Linked DNA regions of Mus musculus: all the other regions are linked to region 1. Evidence: chromatin contacts called from public Hi-C and HiChIP or PLAC-seq data. All regions are on one chromosome and are shown on one strand. Each heading gives the region's core, a stretch centred on a gene start, on an enhancer-like site or on the middle of the called end of the contact. The rest is flanking DNA. Distances are from core to core; before and after follow the strand shown.

Region 1 (3,488 bases), core at 667-3,166:
GTTTCTAATCCAGGGGATACTTGGACCAGGGGATACTTGGATAGGACAAAGAAATTCATCTTTCAAATCTGAAGATTCAACATTGAGGATTTGATCAACCAAAAAAAGAAAATATATTTTAAAAGCTGACTAAACAGGTATAGGTCTTCTTCTTCTTCTTCTTCTTCTTCTTCTTCTTCTTCTTCTTCTTCTTCTTCTTCTTCTTCTTCTTCTTCTTCTTCTTCTTCCTCTTCTTCTTCTTCTTCCTCTTCTTCTTCTTCTTCTTCTTCTTCTTCTTCTTCTTCTTCTTCTTCTTCTTCTTCTTCTTCTTCCTCTTCCTCCTCCTCCTATTCCTCTTCTTCTCCTTCTCCTCTTCTTCTCATTCCCTAATCAGTGTAAACAGGTGCATAAACACATCACATTAGACATAAGTAACCTGCAAGCTGAAGGATATAAGAGGATTATGTGCCCACATTCTGTCCCTTTATATAAAACACTGGGGCTTCTACAGGAAATCATGGAAACAACCCACTGTGGACGTCAGGAGACAGCTGTATGTGGCTTCCCTGGTCCTGGGGTATGAACTAGAAATGGGTAGAAAAATAGACAACAGAGTCATAAGGCACAGTCTGGAGCTAGGTGTGGGTCATGCAGTTTGGTGTAAGTAGAAAGTCAGAGTGGCAGGACCCTCCTCTCTACCCCAGGCCACTGGTGTTCACTCTCTAGTCTGGGCTCCTCTGTGGTAGTCATGCAGGATACATGCACAGCTCAGAAGAGCAGAGTAGGTAGCTTCGTGGGACAACCAGTGACAGAGGAGGACTGTGGGCAAAGACTTCATTGCTTTAGTGGGTGAGACTCCTCCTCTCACGCACTCTCCCGTTCTGGTTAGGTGAGGTTCCGCAAAGCCTTTCTGTTTGCTGTGCTCTGACTATTACATCATGCCAGAAAGTTGCATCTATTCTGTGCAGTGATTTATTTTACTCCCAGACCTAATTTTACAGGAAAAACTGGTTGAAGGGTATGATTAGGGGGTTCGGGTGGTGAGAAGAAGAGTCAAAGAAGTGACGTAGAGTAGATAGACTTGTAGGATTCTTTGCTAAGAACATCTGGAGAACATCTGGAGGGCTGGAGATGTGGCTCAGCACAAGAGCACAGAGTTCAGTCTCCAGCACCCACATCAGGTGGCTCTCAACCACACATAACCAGGGCAATGTGATGCCTCTGACCTCTGCTGGCACTTACACTGTCCTGATGCGTCCACACTCACACCTGTGCACATATCCACTCCCCCCCCCCACACACACACAGACACACACACATAATTTAAAATAGCAAAAATAAATCATAAAAGAAAAAGCAGAGAGGCCTATTTAAATCATGTTTTTCTCTCTGATGGTTTGCTGGGTGCTATTGGACCATCAGGAATTATTAAGAGACTGTGTATGTGTGTTGCTACCTGCTACGCATGTTGGGGTACTGGTGACATGGTAGTGGTTTGTTGGGGACTCCCTCTCCCCACAAGCCCTCGCTTCCATAGGCACAGGTACTTTTGAGGGGTATTCTTGCTTGTCCACTGCTTCCGACCTGGGGAAGGAGTGAAGTCTCCACTAAGCACACCCTGGGCTTTGCATAGAACACAGGGGGAGCTGGGGGAGTGGCTAGTGGCCATCCTTTGCAACCTCAGGAGGATACTGCCTGCTTCTGGGCCAATGAGTTGATTTGGAGGGTTTAGGTCAGATCTGGGAGGGAGGGTGAAGAGGAGGAGGTAGAAGAGGGAGAGAAGGAAGCTGGGATGTGTGCATGTGTGCATGTGTGTGTGTGTGTGGGGGGGGGGGTGAGAACAAAAGGCACCATTTTGCTGGCTCTGCTCTGAAAGCCAAGCCCATCAGCTCCATTTACTAGATCTCAATAGCTGAAGCTCAAAGCACAGCCGCCTGTGGGCCAACTTCTGCCTCTTCTGGGATGTGCACTTCCCAGCGGGACTGCGAAAGGGCAGACAGGACCATCGAGAAGGCAGCTCAGGAAGGAAAGAGAGGGAGAAAGAAGGAGGGTGAGAGAAGAGAAAGAGGGAGGAAGGGAGAGAGGGAGAGAGCAGGGCTGCCGGTGGAGGGAGAGCGCGCGGGGTGGGAAGGAACGCAGCAGAAAGGAGCCTGTGGGGGAGGGGAGGGAAAAGAAAGGGGCAAAGCCCCTTGCTGACACGGGGCATAACTTAATTTTCACGGTGCTGGGACGGCTGTATCGTGTAATCTGCCATGGCACGCCGTTAAAGCTTCAATGACTTTAGTGACCCAGAAGGGAGACTCAGACCGCAGAGAGGCTTTTGAAAAGAAGTGGTGATCTTTCACGATTTATGAGCTTGTCTTAAAGAAACAGACTCCACTCAGTTTAAATTAATCACCCTTTCCAGGGTGCATAGAAATGGGGGTCTCGGGATGCAAGCTGGGAAGGCCCTGGTGCGCCTGGGCCACATGACCCTGCTGGAGGAGGACGCAGGAGGACAGTGGAGGGGGGGGGGGGCACTGTGGAGGAAGACTCCACCACAGAGGGGAGGCTCTGGGCTTCTCAAGCACCCAGCGGGGTCTGGCTAGACAGACACCAAGCCCTTAGGGGCAGCAGGGAGGTCAGAGCCAGGAGAGCTGCCAGGGGTGGGAGATGGCCTGTGGGTGGTGGGGAAGGGCTTTATTCTCCTTCCTGTACTTGTAGTCATTGTGGAGAAAGGAGAGAGAGGGGGTGGGGGGATATAAGGCATTTCACACCCTGAGGAAACGTGAGACCCTCCAAGTGAGTGACGCTTTGAAAGGAGAAGTGGGTATTACCAGGCCTTTTGATCTACTCTCATTTTCCATATTTCTAAGAACAAAAGGTGAAAACCTCATCCTAATGTGCATACATTTCCCTTTTTGAGTTTGGCAAAGACAAATTCCCCAGGTTTAAAAAAAAAAAAAGATGTTTTAGAGAGCTGACAGGCTGACGGTCCTAAAATTATTAGTCACAGTGTCCTAAAGAAAAATCTCAGACCATAAATTCTTTGTTTAAGTTGATACAACCAATGGAGCGAAGGGTCATATTTCTTTAAGACCCCCTTAGCCAAAGCAAGCATTTTGTTTTCTTGCTAGCACACTTCACCTCTGCACAGGATAAATGAGCCCAAGGTGAGGAGTCCCTGGCTGTCCTGTCTTCTCTTTGGGACTGTCCTTTGTGTCATTTTGTGTGCCTGTGGCCCTGAGCTTTAACACTTTGAGGCCTTTTGTATTTCCAAGGCCTCACCAGCAGCTGGTTAAATGGAGTTACCTTTGAACTGTTCTCAGTGTTTGGAGGCCCCTTCATCTCCCGAACGCCAATGAATGTAAGTGGGAGAAATTGGGCTTGAGTCAAAAGATCATCCAAAGACAGCAGGCAGATCAAGTCAGCCAGTCCTTGGTGGTTTTGATAAAAACATGGATGAGCATCCCTAATCCAACATGACAGCTGTAATTCTGGGACATTTCAGATTTGCAATATCTGGATTA
Region 2 (3,488 bases), core at 613-3,112, 220 kb after region 1:
TGGCTTGTGGCCCAATGTTGATCTAGTCTCTGGTTCTGTGGTCACATTTCTTTCATTTTCTGTCCCTCCTATAGGAACAGTTGGATAAATAAATCTGTTTCTCCATCTTGGTCCAATTGCATGTGCAAACTCTCCTTTACCAGGATTTTGGTAATGGTTTCACTGCATGGGGGCATTAGTCACCCTCCCAGAGAATACACATAGCCATCTATCTCAGAGGGAAACGGCTATGTTTTGGAGTCCATGGTGCAATGTTGAGAGGTGACAAAAGGAAGTAGGTCCATAGTCCCCACATGGCTCCCCAACTTCTCTGTCAGAGTGATTGATCCCCATCTCAGAAAGTCAGGATGCATGCCTCCCTCCCAAGCCCCAGCAGGCTAACATATCATTATTTTTCCATGGTTTCCCCTGGACCCTTTTGTTTTAGCAATTAATCACCCAACAGATCTTTATTGAGCGCCTCCCTTGTGGAAAACATATCACAGGCAACTAGAACAGTTCTGAAAGCAAATGGCTGAGCTGCCTTCACTCTCAAGGGGAGATGCAGAGGAAACAACCAAGGAGGAGGTGACTGACGTATTGGGAAATGATCAAGAGCTAGGAGGGAAAAAGAATCCAGAAAGGGCATCAGGAAGTGCCCAGTCCAGTTTTGTGTCAATGCCAGACACAGAGATTTAGGAAGGCTTCCTTTACCAAGCACTGAGAGGCTGGAGAGGAGCAGACACATAGATGTTCACAAAGTCAGAAAGTCTTGGACTGATGTAGAAAGTATGTGTGCTCAGAGAGTGGACAAAGGATCAGGTATAGACAACAGGCCAGGGCTGTGCCAGGAAGTGGTCAAGGGCGCAGGTATAGTTAACGGGACAGGTCAGTAATGGGTTCAGCTGGCACAAGGCTTCTTCCCACCAGGCTATAAAGGACCATGGGTATCAGGGTATCAGGTATCCTTGACCTCTAGTGATGCTAATTCCTCAACTGATAGTCAGTCACTAATGAAGGAGGAAACCTGAGTTGAGGTTTCCCACCAGGCAAAGAAAGGAGGCTTGGCTTCTCTCCCTCTCTCCCTCTCTCCCTCTCTCCCTCTCTCCCTCTCTCCCTCTCTCCCTCTCTCCATCAAGGACTCCCCTTCTCTTCCTTCATGAGAACAGAGACCTTAACTGTCAGTCATGATGCCTTGTAGAAGCTTAGACGGGCTGCATGGTGGCTCCTCTCCCACAGACCAAGATTTGTGGCAGCTCCTCTGCATACCTGCTGGTCCTCTTCCTCATCAAGGGCCCAGCCCACATTCTACCTATGGCAATGACAGTCCTACATCCCCAGAGATCACCTTTCTGTGCCCAAGCTCTGCACAAGTCTCTGCTGACATTTGGGGGGAGGGCAAGGAAAGAAGGGAGGTGTGGGTTGTCTGGGCTATAAGGAGAATGGAGACCTGGACCCAGGCTGTTGGGAAAGGGGACTTTACGAAGCCCCTTTGTTCTGCTTGCTGCCAGGAGTGACAAAGGGTTAAGCAATTTGCATTACTGTATCTACGTGCAGGCCTAGAGGGCCCAGGCTACTCCTGGGTGGTCCGGTACAGTCTCTGCCTATTAGCAGTGGTGTCTCAGTGTAATTTATGGAGCTGTCAAACTGCCTTCACCAGGACAAGGGAATCATGGGCACAGTGGAAGCCTTGCTCAAGGAAACGGAGGTGGGGAGAAAGGAAATATTCAGGTGCCACCCCCTCGCCCTCCTGGTCTCCTCATGACAGCTTCTCTCTATAGAAAAACATGCAGCTGCCCACTGGGGACTGCATTTACAGAGCTCCTCTGTCTGCAGCAGGCCAGCCAGTGTAGCCCCGAGGGCTGGCCTACTGGCCAGGAGGGCAAGGAAGGCTGGCACAGAGCCACAAGAGCGAGCAGCCAGCAGCGAGACGAGCGAGGGCACAGATGCCGTGTCTGTCCATCTGGAGAAGCAGGATCGGGGATTCACTGTTTCAGCCCAAGGGTGATGTGATGGGACAAGGGTACTGTTGGAGTGCCCCATCATGAAACCAAGGAAGGCACTAATTCCCAGGATGCACCCGCTCCCCTCCAGCTGCTACAAGCATCCTTCCCTCCTCTGCTGAGCAAGGCCCATTCACAGGCTGGCAAGGGCCATGAGGTTGTAACAGAAACACAGGGTGCAGGAATCCTGTTACATGTGAACAGTGGTGCACTGCCTGCTTCTCTTCTTGCTTATAACTCCCTCTTCAGGCAGTAATGCTCCTGAGATCAGTAAACATTTATAACTACCGGACAATCTCAATGCACACACACACACGCACACGCACACGCACACACACACATACAAACACACAAAAAGACAGACACACAGACATACATACAAACACACAGAGAGACACACGGAGAGAGACAAACACACACACACACTGAGACACACATACAAACACACACACAGACACACATACAAACACACAAAGAGACAGGCACACAGACATACATACAAACACACAGAGAGACACACAGAGACAAAAACACACAGACACACATACAAACATACACAGAGACAAACACACACCACACAGACATACATAGAAACACACAGAGAGACACATAGAGAGACAAACACACACACACTGAGACACACATACAAACACACACATAGACACTCATACAGACACACATATAAACACACACAGAGACAAACACACACACACACACATACATCTCTACTCTTCATACACACTTGCACATATTTTATCCACAGAAGCTGTGGCCCAAAGTAAGATTGCCTCTCTCATTCAGTGTCTAACAGAGAAGTAGCCAGAGACATGCAGACTTCAGAGGCTCAGGGGAGTATTAGTGGGGGGCGGGGGAGAGACAGACAGACAGACAGTGGAAGTAAACAAGAATGTAGGAGAAGAGAGGAGAGGAGAGGAGAGGAGAGGAGAGGAGAGGAGAGGAGAGGAGAGGAGAGGAGAGGAGAGGAGAGGAGAGGAGAGGAGAGGAGAGGAGAGGAGAGGAGAGGAGAGGGACCCACAGTAGGGCCTCATTTCTTAGTAACACCAGCAGTGACATTTCTTCCCAGGCCTCTCTTCCTCTCCCTGCCAGTTGGCATGTGTAGCGTTTGCTTGTGATTCAGCAGGAGATGGCAGGTGTTTCTTACTGGATTTGATTCCCAGCCAGAATCAATGGGCCAGTGTGGGGGGCGGGGGGAGACCAATGCTTGGTTCTTGTGGGATAAAGAGAGGAGCGAGCCATATGCTTTCAGCAAACCATGAGCTGGGCAGCTCACCGCCACCCGCCTTTCTCATTCAATACCTTTGCCTGCTCTTGACATCATAGGATCCATCACTCCCTAATGGAGTGCCTGCCCTGAAGAGGAAATCTCTTCACTGTACTCGGACACAGGTGGCACTGGCAGCTGTGTCCCTCTGAGTTTCTTGACTTGGCAAGAGCTCCATGGACTTGGTCTTTTGACAGCCCTTTCAGCAGAGAACCGAAGGGACA
Region 3 (3,488 bases), core at 581-3,080, 190 kb after region 1:
ATATCCAGGGATACACTAGCTTTAAGTCTTTACATTGTGCCTGTTTCACCTGGAAACTGGCTTACTGTGCTCAAACCTTTTAATAATAAGAGGCTCTCTGAAAAGTTGTATATTCCCCAAGCATCCTCCTCTGGATGATCAGCTCAGAAAACTTCTCAGAACTGCACAAATCTGTAGAGTCTCTTGTAAAAGAGAGATGGCTAGCGTAGAAGGTTGAATAGACGGAGCCCTAAGAGAGAAAGCTGTCTAGATTAAAACTCATGACTCCCATAGTCTGTGTGGACCAGCCCCTCTAATATGCACATAGTGTGTCGAGAAGCAGGACCTTTTATGGATGTCTGGGTCATTAAGGACTGATGTACTCTGGTGGGATCAGGCTAATTTTCTTTTAAAGTAGAGACTCTTGCTCTCACCATTCTGGAACAAAGGAGCTGGTTGTTACAGAGTAAGGCTCCTTCTGTGTTTTGCCTTTGTTCTCTTGTGCTGTGGTCACTTGTCCTTCCATCCTTCTGCCATGACAGGAAGCATTAATGGTCCTTTCAGCCTCCAGAATCATGAGCCAAGATGCATGTCTTTCCTTCATAAATTTTCCAGTCTCTGGTATCCTAATAGAGCCATGGGAAACAGACCACTGACATTGAACTTTGTGCGGTTTGAGGCAAAAACTCCTGTCACTAACGGCATAAGGTCTCTGGTCTCGATCATTTATAGATCAGATGATATGGAACCTAACAATACACAGCATCAAGATGCAGAGCCAGCATCACACATAACACACACACATACAGGCACACACACACTCACACACTATACACATACACATACTACATACACACTACACACACACATACACTATACACACATACTGCGTGCACACACACACTCACACACTATACACATACATGTACTACATATATACTACAGACACACATACTACATACACACACTACACACACATACACTACACACATACACAGAGAGAGATCAAGGAAAGAGAGGTGGGGAAGAGGGAGATGACAGGGTTCTGACAAGACTTGAGTGTTAAAGGACTCTGACACTCCTGGAGGAGGTTCCACAATCTCTGAGATACCACACCCAATTCCACCTGTTGGAATATCACTTCACTCCAGAGAGCAACTAGGGAGTTACTGAGAATTCCTGAGAGGGGCCTGGATGTTTTGTGTCAAGGTGACAAATATCCTCTATTCTAGACATTTACAAACATGAAAAAAAAAAATCAAGAGGCCAGACATGATCTAAGACCTCCCAAAGACGGATGAACTCAGAAGTTCATCTTAGGGTTGACCTTTCTGAAGACAGCATAGCGACAAGACAGTCTCAACCCTGTCGGAATCCACTCAAGATCACAACACAGTACAGTTACCTTCACTAGCTAGGCAGCTGTCCCAGGCTCCCTGACCTCGGATAATCTCATCTACATTGTTCTGTAATTGAATCTAGGCCACTTCCTCCTTGGCCTCAACTCTCTCCACAAACAGCATCTCCTGCCGAGAGTTAGAGTTTAGGGAGATGTTTCAATGATGTAACACTAAACAGTAAGCAACAGAAGAACTGAGCCAGACCGTGCAGGAAACAATGCTATGTTAGGCAAAGAGCATTGTCTCTATCAATACTGTTCTCCTTTATGATAATTAGCCACCTTGGTCACCAAGGAAAGACCTGAACTGCCTTGCCCAGAGGCTTTGGGGAGAAACTCATCTATTTGCGCATTTGTGTGTGCTTTGCTGGACTCTGCACTTGAGAGCTGGAGGGGAGTACGGATCCCTCATTCCCTTCTGAGACTTTACACTTCTGTTCCTATGCTTGTGGATGCTTCTGCTTTCATTTCTATAGATGATTTAGTCCTTAGCAGTGGGGCACACTCAGAAGAAGCACAGAGTTAGTTCTTTCTGTCATTCTTCAAACATCCCACAAAAACCCAGCTGGCCTAAGACAAAGACTTGACAGGAAACCTTGATGAAATCAAGGTAGGCGTGAGACGTGTGAGGCTGCTGTTTGTAGAACATGGGATAACCATTGTCTTAGTCGGTGTTTCTATTGATATGATGAAACACTCCATGACCAGGAAGCAAGCTGGGGAAGAAAGGTTTACACTTCCACATCATAGTTCATCACTAAAGGAAGTCAGAATAGGAACTCAAGCACGGCAGGAACCTGGAGCAGGAGCTAAGGCAGAGGCCATGGAGGGGCGCTGCTTACTGGCTTGCTCCTCATGGCTTGCTCAGCCTGCTTTCTTATAGAACTCAAGACCACCAGCCCAGGGATGGCACCAGCCACATTAGGTGAGCCCATCAGTCACCAATTATGAAAATGTTCTGTAGGCTTGCCCACAGTTCAATCTTATATTTTCTCAGTTGAGGTTCCTTCCTCTCAAATGGCTTTACTTTGCGTCAGGTTGACATCAAACTATCCGGCATAACCATTTACAGTGAAACCCTTGTGTTTAATGAGTAGGAATGCTCACCAGTGATACAAAGGACAGTAAACCCGTAGACATTGGCACAGATGGTTATTGTCTTCGCCAAGTGCCACGTTGTGCACATAGTGTTGTGTGCTAACCTTCTATGTGACTGGCAGTGTGGTGTGTTTGTTCACCAGAGCATCACAACTGACACTAGTGTGAGTCAGACTGTTACTACATCCCTGGATGGGGGATTCTCTCAGCTCAGTGAGTACATGAGCACCATCACTGCTGTTTGAAATGTGGTTCTGCAGTGTATGACTGTACTTCAGCAATGCTATTCCCAGTCTCTCTTGACTTTATTACTGTCTTCCTATAAACCAGGTATGACCCAATGGCAGCTCTTTTGCCTCATCTGTTTTTCCTCTCCAACCCTTGGGTAAAGCTTGAGTGGCTTTAAGGAAGGCTTTCGTGTTTAACTTGCAAAATTAAAAGACCCAGTCTCATCTTTTGAGGGGCTTACAGTGTTGTGGGGAGACCAATAATTTGCCCATAAAATAATCGGAGCACGAGGAAGGAGTGTGGACAGTATAGTGTATACCTGGAAAGCAGAACAAGGAACCAGCCATGAAACCCAAAGAAGGATTTATAAGCAGAATATGCTGACTGCATAAGAAGAATATTTTCAGTCAATAAAGGAGTAAGCTTTAGATAATGTACATACAAGTAAAAATAGACAAAATTGCAGTCTGTATGAAAGACTTCAAGACAAATACAAATTAACCAATTAAATTAACAAATTAAATGAGTGGTAGATATTCCCTGCTATCTTTTCTGCTGTGTTAGTCAGAGTTCTTTAAAGGAATAGAACTGATAGATGGATGGATTGATGGATGGATGGATGGATGGATGGATGAATACATACTTAGATACATACATGCATGCGTGCATGCATACATACATAAATACATATGCATATATGCATACATACATATATACATAACAATACAACAATACATACATACATAGATGCATACATATGCACATACATACTTAGATACATACA

Evidence for each region. Hi-C and Micro-C count contacts between places; a contact is called where the count stands out from the background. HiChIP or PLAC-seq counts read pairs in DNA pulled down with a chosen protein or histone mark.
Region 2: a contact with region 1 is called in an H3K27ac HiChIP or PLAC-seq map of oligodendrocyte precursor cells, with 4 times the contacts expected there. The contact joins two enhancer-like sites. A contact is called at or near these places in 4 of 115 datasets of contacts at active chromatin or transcription factors (embryonic basal ganglia, embryonic midbrain, oligodendrocyte precursor cells and 1 more).
Region 3: a Hi-C map of the N1E-115 cell line shows a contact between it and region 1, with 1.7 times the contacts expected there. The contact joins two enhancer-like sites. A contact is called at or near these places in 1 of 15 datasets of contacts at CTCF or cohesin (the NIH/3T3 cell line), 1 of 484 Hi-C or Micro-C datasets (the N1E-115 cell line), 4 of 115 datasets of contacts at active chromatin or transcription factors (craniofacial prominence, embryonic forebrain, embryonic midbrain and 1 more) and 1 of 9 other capture datasets (embryonic trunk).

The regions. Positions count from the first base shown.
Region 1 is chr13:60,146,154-60,149,641 of GRCm38.p6, reverse strand. No RefSeq gene overlaps it. Among named protein-coding and RNA genes, the nearest start is that of Gm46420, 21 kb to the right of the region's middle. RefSeq lists an enhancer at 443-3,488. Within about 2 kb of position 1,916, at least 73 of the 459 cell types and tissues checked have an H3K27ac peak or open chromatin away from gene starts, as enhancers often do. A contact at or near this core is called in the N1E-115 cell line and oligodendrocyte precursor cells, where this site is marked.
Region 2 is chr13:59,926,090-59,929,577 of GRCm38.p6, reverse strand. No RefSeq gene overlaps it. Among named protein-coding and RNA genes, the nearest start is that of Gm19866, 12 kb to the right of the region's middle. Within about 2 kb of position 1,862, at least 50 of the 459 cell types and tissues checked have an H3K27ac peak or open chromatin away from gene starts, as enhancers often do. A contact at or near this core is called in oligodendrocyte precursor cells, where this site is marked.
Region 3 is chr13:59,958,848-59,962,335 of GRCm38.p6, reverse strand. No RefSeq gene overlaps it. Among named protein-coding and RNA genes, the nearest start is that of Gm35143, 30 kb to the left of the region's middle. Within about 2 kb of position 1,830, at least 2 of the 459 cell types and tissues checked have an H3K27ac peak or open chromatin away from gene starts, as enhancers often do. A contact at or near this core is called in the N1E-115 cell line, where this site is marked.